Regions from separate parts of the Salmo salar genome. Here region 1 is linked to region 2. Evidence: chromatin contacts called from public Hi-C data. All regions are on one chromosome and are shown on one strand. Each heading gives the region's core, a stretch centred on a gene start, on an enhancer-like site or on the middle of the called end of the contact. The rest is flanking DNA. Distances are from core to core; before and after follow the strand shown.

Region 1 (5,109 bases), core at 876-3,375, 90 kb after region 2:
ATTGACAGCTACAAAAAATATAGATCTCTTGGTAAATTAGTATGATATTTAACACAGTTGTTATGAGAACCCTGAACATTGCATATCCTAGCTGCCTCTGCCTCTGCCCTTGTCCCTTACCCTGCCTCTACCCCTGTCCCTTACCCTGCCTCCCTCCTTGCCTCTGCCCCTGTCGCTTACCTGTCACCCTCTCCGACTCTCCCCCTGTCCTTCAGCTCTTTGTCCCCGACTAGCTTATCCCCTGACTAGTGTATCTGGCTCTGTTTACCCCAGTGACCTCTAGCCCTCATCTCTCCCTGAGGCTGAATGCTTGGTTCTCACTGAACTTTTCTAGCCTGTATTAATTACCCAATAGTGATGCGCTTGATTATGGGAATGGTGATGACATTTCCAGCGGTGTGGGTGTTCTCACACTATCAAAGCCTGCCTGTTGCAGCCTGCCTCTGACAGGAGGAGACCCTGGGGTCTGCTTGCACTTTGAAGGAGTCTAAGGATATCCTCAACGTGTGCATGTATGTGTGAGAGAGGGAGCGAGTGAGGATGTGTCAGTCCTCTCCAATTCCCCTGTCTGTTTGCAACAACGTTTGTAGTCTGAGCTGTCTTAATAACGACATAACCAAGGGCTTTTCTCTCAGACGCCCTCTTCCTCTCTCCTTCCTTCCCTTCTCTATCCTCCTCTCTCGCTCTGCTGTTCTCCTTTGTTTTTCTTTCTCCCCTCGTTAGAGAAGGGGGGTTGTTAGCTGTTATTCTTTTTGCTGAACTCCTCCAGTGCTGAGTTTGCAGAATTCCCCTGTGTTTGGTTGGGGGCTTAGACTTGGTGCTGGAGGCTGAGGCTGGTTGTCGCGGCAGGGGATCTGCTCTGGAGCCGAGACTGAGGCTGCATATGGGCTAGACTGGGATGGAGGCTGGGAGCTGGAGCGCCACGGGCTTTATAACGCAGAGAGTGTTATGCTGGCCCTACCAAAGCCCTGCCAGGCTGGCAGAGGGAAAAGGCTAGGCGAGGTACGATGGGACACTAATTGGCCCAGCCTCAGTCAGAGCCCCATTTTGTGTTCAGTAAGCTGTTTACAGCAGCAACAGTCCAGCACAGTGATGGGGCCGGATGGGGCCTGATGGTGTTGGATAGGCCTGACTGGATGGGGTTTCAGCGACCATAGAGGGCTGGAACAGGCTGACACGCCACTGAAGGCACGCCACTGAAGGCACGCCACTGAAGGCACGCCACTGAAGGCACGCCACTGAAGGCACGCCACTGGAGGCCCAGTGCAGCCAAGCTTTCTCCTATACTTGTCCTTAACTGAGATGGAAACATGTATTGTGTGCAGTAGTTCTCGTCAGGGGTGTGCAGAGAGGAGCTGAACACTTACACAGGTTCGGTTACAGGCTACAGCTGAGTTACAGCAACCCTGTTCGTGAGCAACTTTGTTTGAGAGGCACTTTGAGAACTGTAGTTAAGATATGGATGTGATTTTCTGCTCTTCTCTGCCTCCTGTTGGTTGTATGTAGAACTGTGCAGAGGCACTCCAGTGTTATTCTTATCATCCAATGTGATGGTACTCCTGTTCTATTAGGTGTCCCTTTTAGACAAGATAAGCCTTCCATGACACGAGGCTCAACATCATTCACTCCCAGGACTGGGGTTCATCACCGGACAAGAGAGGAATGGACTCACGCTATCTTTTTATAATACTTGTTATTTCACCGCTAGCTAAATCCAGTGTTGACATGATTGACTGAGGCCTCTTCTGCCTGTGGCCTGTGCTGAATGTAGATCCAGCTGCTGTCTGTTCTGTTGCATTCTCTGCACTGTGATTGATCCTGCCTCTCTCTCGCCATTGTTCCTCCACTGGAAAACGGATGCTGCTGCTTGGGAGGAGGAGAGAAGAAAAACGCAGGGGGAGGATTCTGTCTTTTGCTGGCAGTGCAGGATTTTACTGCCTTTGGTGTAAGTGTGTAGCTCTTTCTCTTGAATGAGTGTGTGTGTGTGTGTGTGCTTTATATGTGCACATGCGTGTCTCCTACTGTACTTCCAGAAAGCCCTCCTCTCTCCCTATATCCCTAGAGTTTCTAGGGTCTCTATAGTATCTGGTCTAATTTTAGCAGAGTGAAATGTGTGGTTGGGAATCACATGGCAGGCAGTCGGAGCTAGGCTGACACTGACACCAGAGCTGTCTCTGCTTACCGTGCTGCTATTGCCTGAGATTGTGTGGCATGTGGGCTTTTCTAAAATAAATGGCTGTTGTCACCTTCCTTCCCAGTCAGATAAAACACTAAATGAGTGACTGAGCCACAGGACAAAGGGCAGAGCGGACTCCTGGAGATCAGGGACGTCATGGGTTCAGAGTTCATGTTTCCTCTGTTTAGGCCCTGTGATGAGGTGTTGTATCCCGCAGACAGACAGATGAGTACATATTCTAACTATGAGCTATCTGACTGTCTGTATGGAAATGTGAAATTTGGTTTACCCAGAAACCAGCCGGTCCAAACCAAACTGCACCTTTTCTGTGTTTAGCGTGGAGCCCCAGGTGCTGTAATTTGAACCATTGTCAGAACAGCAACAGAACAGCACTGGGAGTGTGTTTCTCGTCCTCTTTGCCGAGAAGGTGTGTGGGTGTGTGTGTGTGTGTGTGTGTGTGTGTGTGTGTGTGTGTGTGTGTGCGCACGCCAAGACAAAGGATTGATCGGTTACCGTCAGAGACGAGGCAGTGTTTGTGGTCTGGTGAGGTCATGTGATGTTTGGAAGGTCGAGGGTTTCTGGTAATACACATCAGTCTGGTGGAGCCTGTCTGTGACCCTCCTCAGGTCACACCAAAGCAACTGTGTTCTCCCCATGTCTAGGTCCAACCTCATTGATCCCCAAGTCAAAGAGCTGTAGTGTGGTGCTGAATGTGTTGGGCAGTAGGGACGTTAGTTCTGGGCTTTGACCTGAGCTCCCTCTGTGTGTGTCGGTCATGTTCTGTAACCCATAGAGGCCCATACAGACAGATGTCCTCAGTCTACCTCCCTCTCTCTGCTCTCCTAAAATGGGTAAAAAAGGACTGGACTGAAGGTCCGGTCAGGCCGCTGGGCGCCGGTCAGTGTTCTGGTCTGGCTGTAATCCCCTCCTTTTCATCTGGCTGTTGACAGATTGCTGGAGAGAGAGGAAAAAGAGACATAAGAGAAATGAGGCAGTGTGCGAGAAAGGGCCATGTAAGGCTACAAAGCACCAAGTTGAAAGGCAGAGGGAAAGTGGTTTTCAGACGTGGTCCTGTAACAAACTCCACAGCTTCTGTTTGGGTCTTCATGTTGACAGACGGCCATCTGAGCCCCGGGACAAACAGCTGAACACAGTCTGACTCGACACAGTGGGGTCCCTCTCTTTGGGGGGTCCCCTGGCCCCCTAAACCTCCACCCATTGCCCTGTGCAGCCCCCGTTCTGCCCACTACACCCCTAGCAACACAGCCCAGCCTGGCAGCATGGTGTGAGGGACCAGTGGTAGATTTATTGATGGGCACCTTTTTGGGGGTATAAATACCGTGTTGTGATGGCCTGTTGACAGAGCAGAATACAGGGCGAGTGTGTCTGTTACCATTACTTCCTCAGTGTGAGAACAACGCGGGAGCTGTGGTTCTGTGTGGCCTACTGTTGCCCGTCATAGAAACAAGCTGCATCCCTGAGCCAAAAGAAGTTTGTTTTTGCAGCTAAAGGCCCTGCCTTTTTAAACGAGTGCAGACAGAGAGAGTAAGGGGGTTGGACACTGACACCCTCCACCGTGTCTCAGGGTGTCTGCTGTGTTGCTTTCTTAACTCATGCCACCATGTCAACCCCATTGCGTCACTGGGCCAGTCGAGATGGAGGTTGCTGTGACGTGAGTCCCTACTGCCTGCCTCACTTTTTGTTGATGAGCTCATGCTCTTTGGCACCATACTGCCGTAATAACCCACGCTGCTGAGAGGTTCTCCAGCTAGCCAGCCTGCTACTACTACTACTAACACTGACAGAACAGCTGCCCTGCACGGCCCAGAGAGTGAAACCCCAGCACTGTGCCTACCAGAGACTACAACACTGTACTTATCAGGGAAGGAGACCAGAGAGGGAGAGACCAGACATTGAGAGCAGTGTGATCAGAGAGCGAGAGAGGGACCAGGGCCTGCTGTTTTTAGATTTGTGTCCCAGTCCAGGGTGGGTGCTGTCCTGTTTGGTGCTCCACACCCTGCTGCCTCAGATCTCTTTCAGCCCTCTTCTGCTCCTCTGTGAGGGGGAGAGACTACTGCTGCTGTTTGGTGCTGGCACTGTAGAGACAGAGGAAGGCCCTCCAGGCGTCCACAGACATGCCTGCTCCCTGAGTGAGCTGATTCCAACTGCAGCAGAATATCAGTCGCGCTCAGATCATCCTCAGCAGTGAGTAGAGCTGGACTGGAGGGGTTTGATTTGGAGGAGGATTTGGGGGGTGTAGTGAGACAGCTGATGGGAAGAAAGGGTGGTGCAGGAGTGGGAGGGAGCAGATGACTACACCACTGATTGCATGTTGCAGAGCGTTAGTTGAACAGGAAGTACAACTGACTGAGTTCCTCTCTTACTAACACAACTAGTGCTAACAAGTCCTTATGTAACTTGTATAACATGAATGTTTTATGCTCTATTTGAGATGTCAGTGAAAGAGGTGTTAGTTGCCTGTAGTGTAACCTGCTATATATTATACACTGTCCCGATAGGCGATGGACACAGTTCATCTGGAAGGAAGATGGAGTCCTCTTATGATTGGTCAGAGATCAGTTGCTCTTCCTTTTGATTGGCTAAGCTGTGTTCCATACTTTGGTGCTCTGTAGCAACAGTCTAAGAAGCCCCTGGCTGAAAGAGAAAGGGCAAGGAGATGGAGGGCAGCCTTGACCTCTGTTTCTGTGCTTAGACGATCTTTGAAAGATAATTAAATCACTTAAAAGTGTTCCTGAGTCTCCTAGCTACGGAGTCAGAAACACAGGCTCTGTTCAGTCCACACAAATAATTCAACCCTCGAGGGAGAGGAGAGAAAAGGTACATTTAGGCATAGATCTGAATGCTGCTCCATTCTTATGCCCTCAACACCAGTGTTCAGTTGGCTTCGTTCAGCTAGCTCTGTGTTTTCGGTT
Region 2 (4,599 bases), core at 1,399-3,898:
CCTTCGACCTCATGCACTGTCAACTGTGGGACCTTATATAGACTGGTGTGTGCCTGTCACGTCCTGACCAGTATAGGGGTTATTTGTATTTGTAGGTTGGTCAGGACGTGGCAGAGGGTATTTGTTTTATGTGGTTTGGGGGTTATGTGTATTGTAGAGGGGTGTTTTATTTATGTATTCTGGGGTTTTGGTGTATGTTCTGGTTTTTGTATTCTAGGTTTTTCTAGTGTGTGTATTTCTTTGTTGGTCCGTGTGGCTCTTGATCAGGAACAGCTGTTCATCGTTGTTCCTGATTGAGAGCCATATTTAAGAGCTTGTGTTCACCTGTTTGTTTGTGGGTAGTTGATTTTGCACTGCTAGTATTCAGCCTGTAAAACTGTCGGTTTGTCGTTCTTTGTGTTCTTGTTTTCCGTGTTCACATTTATTTAATAAATTATAATGATGAGCACGCAACCCGCTGCGCCTTGGTCCTCTCTCTTCTACGACAGTCGTGACAGTGCCTTTCCAAATCATGTCCAATCAATAGAATTTACCACAGGTGGACTCCAATCAAGTTGTAGAAACATTTCAAGGATGATCAATGAAAACAGGATGCATGTGAGGAAAATTTTGAATCTCATAGCAAAGTGTCTCAATACTTAGGTATTTCAGTTTTTTATTTTTAATAGGGGTTTATGTGTGTAGATTGATGAGGATTTTTTTCTTTCATCCATTTTAGAATAGGGCTGTAACGTAACAAAATGTGGAAAAAGTCAAGGGGTCTGAATACTTTTCAAATGCACTGTATACGTCCATAGATGATATTCAGGAAAATGTGAAGGAAGGTAGAGTGATTGAGGCCAAAAGGTTGATCAGTAGGAAAGAGGGTCAAAGAAGTGAACGCTTATCAGTGATGCTGAGGTTTGAGAAGGTTTTGCCTGGAAAAGTACAGATAGGATTCCTTAGTTTCAATGTCAGAGAATTTGTCCCTTCTCCATTGCGGTGTTTTAAATGCCAAAGAATGGGACATGTAGCTGTTCAGGGTAAAGGAAAGAAAAGATGTGCTAAGTGTGGAAGGGACATGATTACAGTGAATGTGGGAGCATTGTGAAGGTTAAGTGTTGTAATTGTGGAGGGGAACATAGTGCAGCATTTGGTGGATGCCAGGTGCAGAGAGAGGCTAGAGAGGCTCAGAGATATACACTACCGTTCAAAAGGTTGGGGTCACTTAGAAATGTCCTTGTTTTTTAAAGAAAAGCACATTTTTTGTCCATTAAAATAACATCAAATTCATCAGAAATACAGTGTAGGCATTGTTAATGTTGTAAATGACTATTCTAGCTAGAAAAAGCTGATTTCTAATGTTATATCTACATAGGCGTACAGAAGCCTTTTATCAGCAACCATCACTCCTGTGTTCCAATGGCACGTTGTGTTAGCTAATCCAAGTTTATCATTTTAAAAGGCAAATTGATCATTAGAAAACCCTTTTGAAATTATGTTAACACAGCTGAAAACTGTTGTTCTGTTTAAAGAAGCAATAAAACTGGCCTTCTATAGACTAGTTGTGTATCTGGAGCATCAGCATTTGTGGGTTCAATTACAGGATCAAAATGGCCAGAAACAAAGACCTTTCTTCTGAAACACGCCAGTCTATTCTTGTTTGAGAAATGAAGGCTATTCCATGCGAGAAGTTGCCAAGAAACTGACGATCTCATACACCACTGTGATACCACCCACAGACATTTTGATTGACACCCCCTCATTATCATATTGGAGGAAGAAATACATAAATAAATGAATGAATACATATTTAAAATAATAGAATGAATTAAAGTTTGAATAATTAGATAATACACAGATACATAATTAAATACATACAGGTATGTAGAGAATTAATTAATTTTGGTCAGTATTTTTGTATTCTCGTTTATTTGATTATGTGTGGATTTATGTATTCATTCATTTATTTATCTATTTATATGTGCGTGTATTTATTTATAATTATGGCAGGTTTAATCCTCCATAGATTTCATCGTGGGGGACAATAATAAGCGACATCCACATAGTGGCGCACTGAGGTTTTCTTATTACACGCCGATAAATGTCTCATTCAAAAATCCCGCAAGGGGGCACTTGCACCCCTTGAGGTATAAAATAACGTTTGCACTATCTCTGTTGCGTTTTGAGCTCTCAATAATCCCAGGGGGTGTGGCCCATAAAAACGTATAGAGATCTCAATGTTGTATCTGTCCCATTTTTGCTGTGTGAGCACAAGGGCAGCGCCATTGAAGTAACCAACATTTTAAGTAGTCCATTTTCTTCTTCTACTACTTTTATAAGTTGGTAAACAAACTGAAAGGGTGCATACTGCCACCTGGAGTGTGTTGTTTGAACAGGTATATTGTCAAGGTTGGCGATTTACTGCCATCTGCAGTTATGGAATTCAGCTTTTGCTCATAAGTATAATGCATTGGCTAACCTGGATGGAATTATGTTATCCTTCATTAACACATAGGAAGTCTCAGCCAGTTGACTACTTCAAAATGGTGAAAGTCCTCGATGGCGCTGCCCATGTTATAATGAGTTTTTGGGAACTAGAGTCCTCTATACATCTCTATGGTGTCGCCCTGTATATTCTGTACGTCTCTACGTACTTCACGTAGTTTAGAAAAGCTTTGCGTCATTGTTGAAGCAGAGAGACCGGGATCCCAGCGGCACGCTGCCGCTACATGAAAGACTGGAGTCTCAGCAGTGAAAACCATTGTTTTCTTCTCTTTTCTTTCATTAGAATTTCATAAACGTTGACGCGATGCACTAGATCATGTAGGATAAATCATTTAAAACATTTTTTTTTTTTTACTTTACTGGATGTAACTGTGAACTAAATTCGTTCTGCGGCGTTACATTGATATTCTTATTTTGTGACATATTCAAGTGCGAACTTTCTGAAAACTATTGCGAGATAAGTCATCAGTCAAATAACATTTTAAGCCCTCGACGAATAGACTATTTTAGGCCTGTGACAGAATCATCATGAGGTGAGTAATTGATAAAAGTCTTGATTTAAAAAAAGCATTGAAGGGTGCAACATGATTCCAAAATCTAAGTAAATTCACACAGCTAACTTTTAGTGAAGCTATATGTCCAACGTTTCTATTCGGAAGCGATAAAATGCAGGTTATTCGTTTGGTTATTTGGTAGTTTGTCTTGCACAAATGGTTTTATATTCTGTATGTACAGCAAATTACTGTGCAGCAATGTCGATATGGATGTTGCCTCCTTGCATGTCAAATAGCAAGGCATGTAGTGCGCAATTGTCAGTGGTTGCTTATTACAGGGTTTACTGAAAAACAAATGATTTCATACAATGTCACACCTACACACGCCTCCAGAAAGAAACATTTCCCCTATGGTTGTGTATGCTACGGTCAATAGGTTTTAAATCATTGTAATTTTTTTTGGCATTATTTTGGGATTATCCACGACAATGATATAATTAAATGTATTTGTCACATTAATTCTAACATCCGATGTTTCGTTAATGTTGACAACTCGACAGGGCTATGGGGCGGCAAGTATCCTAGTGGTTAGAGCGTTGGGCCAGTAACCGAAAGGTTGCTTCATAGAATCCCCGAGCTGACAAGGTAAAAAAACAAAAAACTGTATTTCTGCCCCTCAACTAGGCAGTTAACACACTGATCCTAGGCCGTCAAAGTAAAAAAGAATTTGTTCTTAACTGACTTGCCTACTTAAATAAAATTATGCAGGTTCATTCCGCAAGGGTTGTGCACTCACTGAGTGTCTTGAAACAAACACATGTATTCTAATTGCACATATTTATACATAATTCAAAAACCTGTATTTGGTAAGTATGATTTATATAATTCATAATGATTTGTTACTGCTCTAAGGTCATTCTCCCACCTATGTCACGCTTGATGATGATGTACTCCACTGCACTCAGGTGGCCCATGTTGTCTCTGCAGGTTTAATCCCAGGACAACAACAAACATCTCGATAGTCTTACATCATATTTTGTCTATGCCTGTATTCAAGCAATGAGAAGTTGTTGATAAAGATAAGTGTATTATCTTAAGTGTATACGTGACATAGCCTTGTGGTTGTTTGTAAAAAAAAAAGGGCTCTCATTGTTACAGTGCTTTCATCACATTGTAGTGGAGGGAGTTGTCTGTGGGCTAGGGAGAGTTCAAATGTCAAGGCTTGGTCCACTGTTAGAGGGTGACCCACTGGGGTGACCCCTACTCAGATCAATGACTCAACATTGTGTGTGTGTGGTGGGGGTGGGCTTCAGAGAAAGTTCTAAATGGGGCCAGCTGCTGGCATCTCTCCAATGGAGCCTCATTTAACGATGGCTCTGGCTGCTCCAAGGAACTAAAACACTGCTGGAATTCTCAAATCATTTTGATCCACCTTGCTGATTGGTGATCAGTGATCGCATTACTTATTGGAAATGGTAAATAACAGTAAATGGTGGGTGAAGTGGAAGTAGTATTCTATGGAAATAGTAAATGACAGTAAATGGTGGGTGAAGTGGAAGTAGTATTCTATGGAAATAGTAAATGACAGTAAATGGTGGGTGAAGTGGAAGTAGTATTC

What was found. A called contact is a pair of places that touch in the nucleus more often than the background predicts.
Region 1: a Hi-C map of muscle shows a contact between it and region 2, with 3 times the contacts expected there. The contact joins two enhancer-like sites. A contact is called at or near these places in 2 of 3 Hi-C or Micro-C datasets (gill and muscle).

The regions. Positions count from the first base shown.
Region 1 is chrssa15:41,841,291-41,846,399 of Ssal_v3.1, forward strand. The region is part of intron 3 of LOC106571529 (protein enabled homolog); the gene reads left to right. Among protein-coding and RNA genes, the nearest start is that of LOC106571529, 47 kb to the left of the region's middle. Within about 2 kb of position 2,126, at least 1 of the 13 cell types and tissues checked has an H3K27ac peak or open chromatin away from gene starts, as enhancers often do. A contact at or near this core is called in muscle, where this site is marked.
Region 2 is chrssa15:41,751,078-41,755,676 of Ssal_v3.1, forward strand. No RefSeq gene overlaps it. Among protein-coding and RNA genes, the nearest start is that of srp9, 30 kb to the left of the region's middle. Within about 2 kb of position 2,649, at least 7 of the 13 cell types and tissues checked have an H3K27ac peak or open chromatin away from gene starts, as enhancers often do. A contact at or near this core is called in muscle, where this site is marked.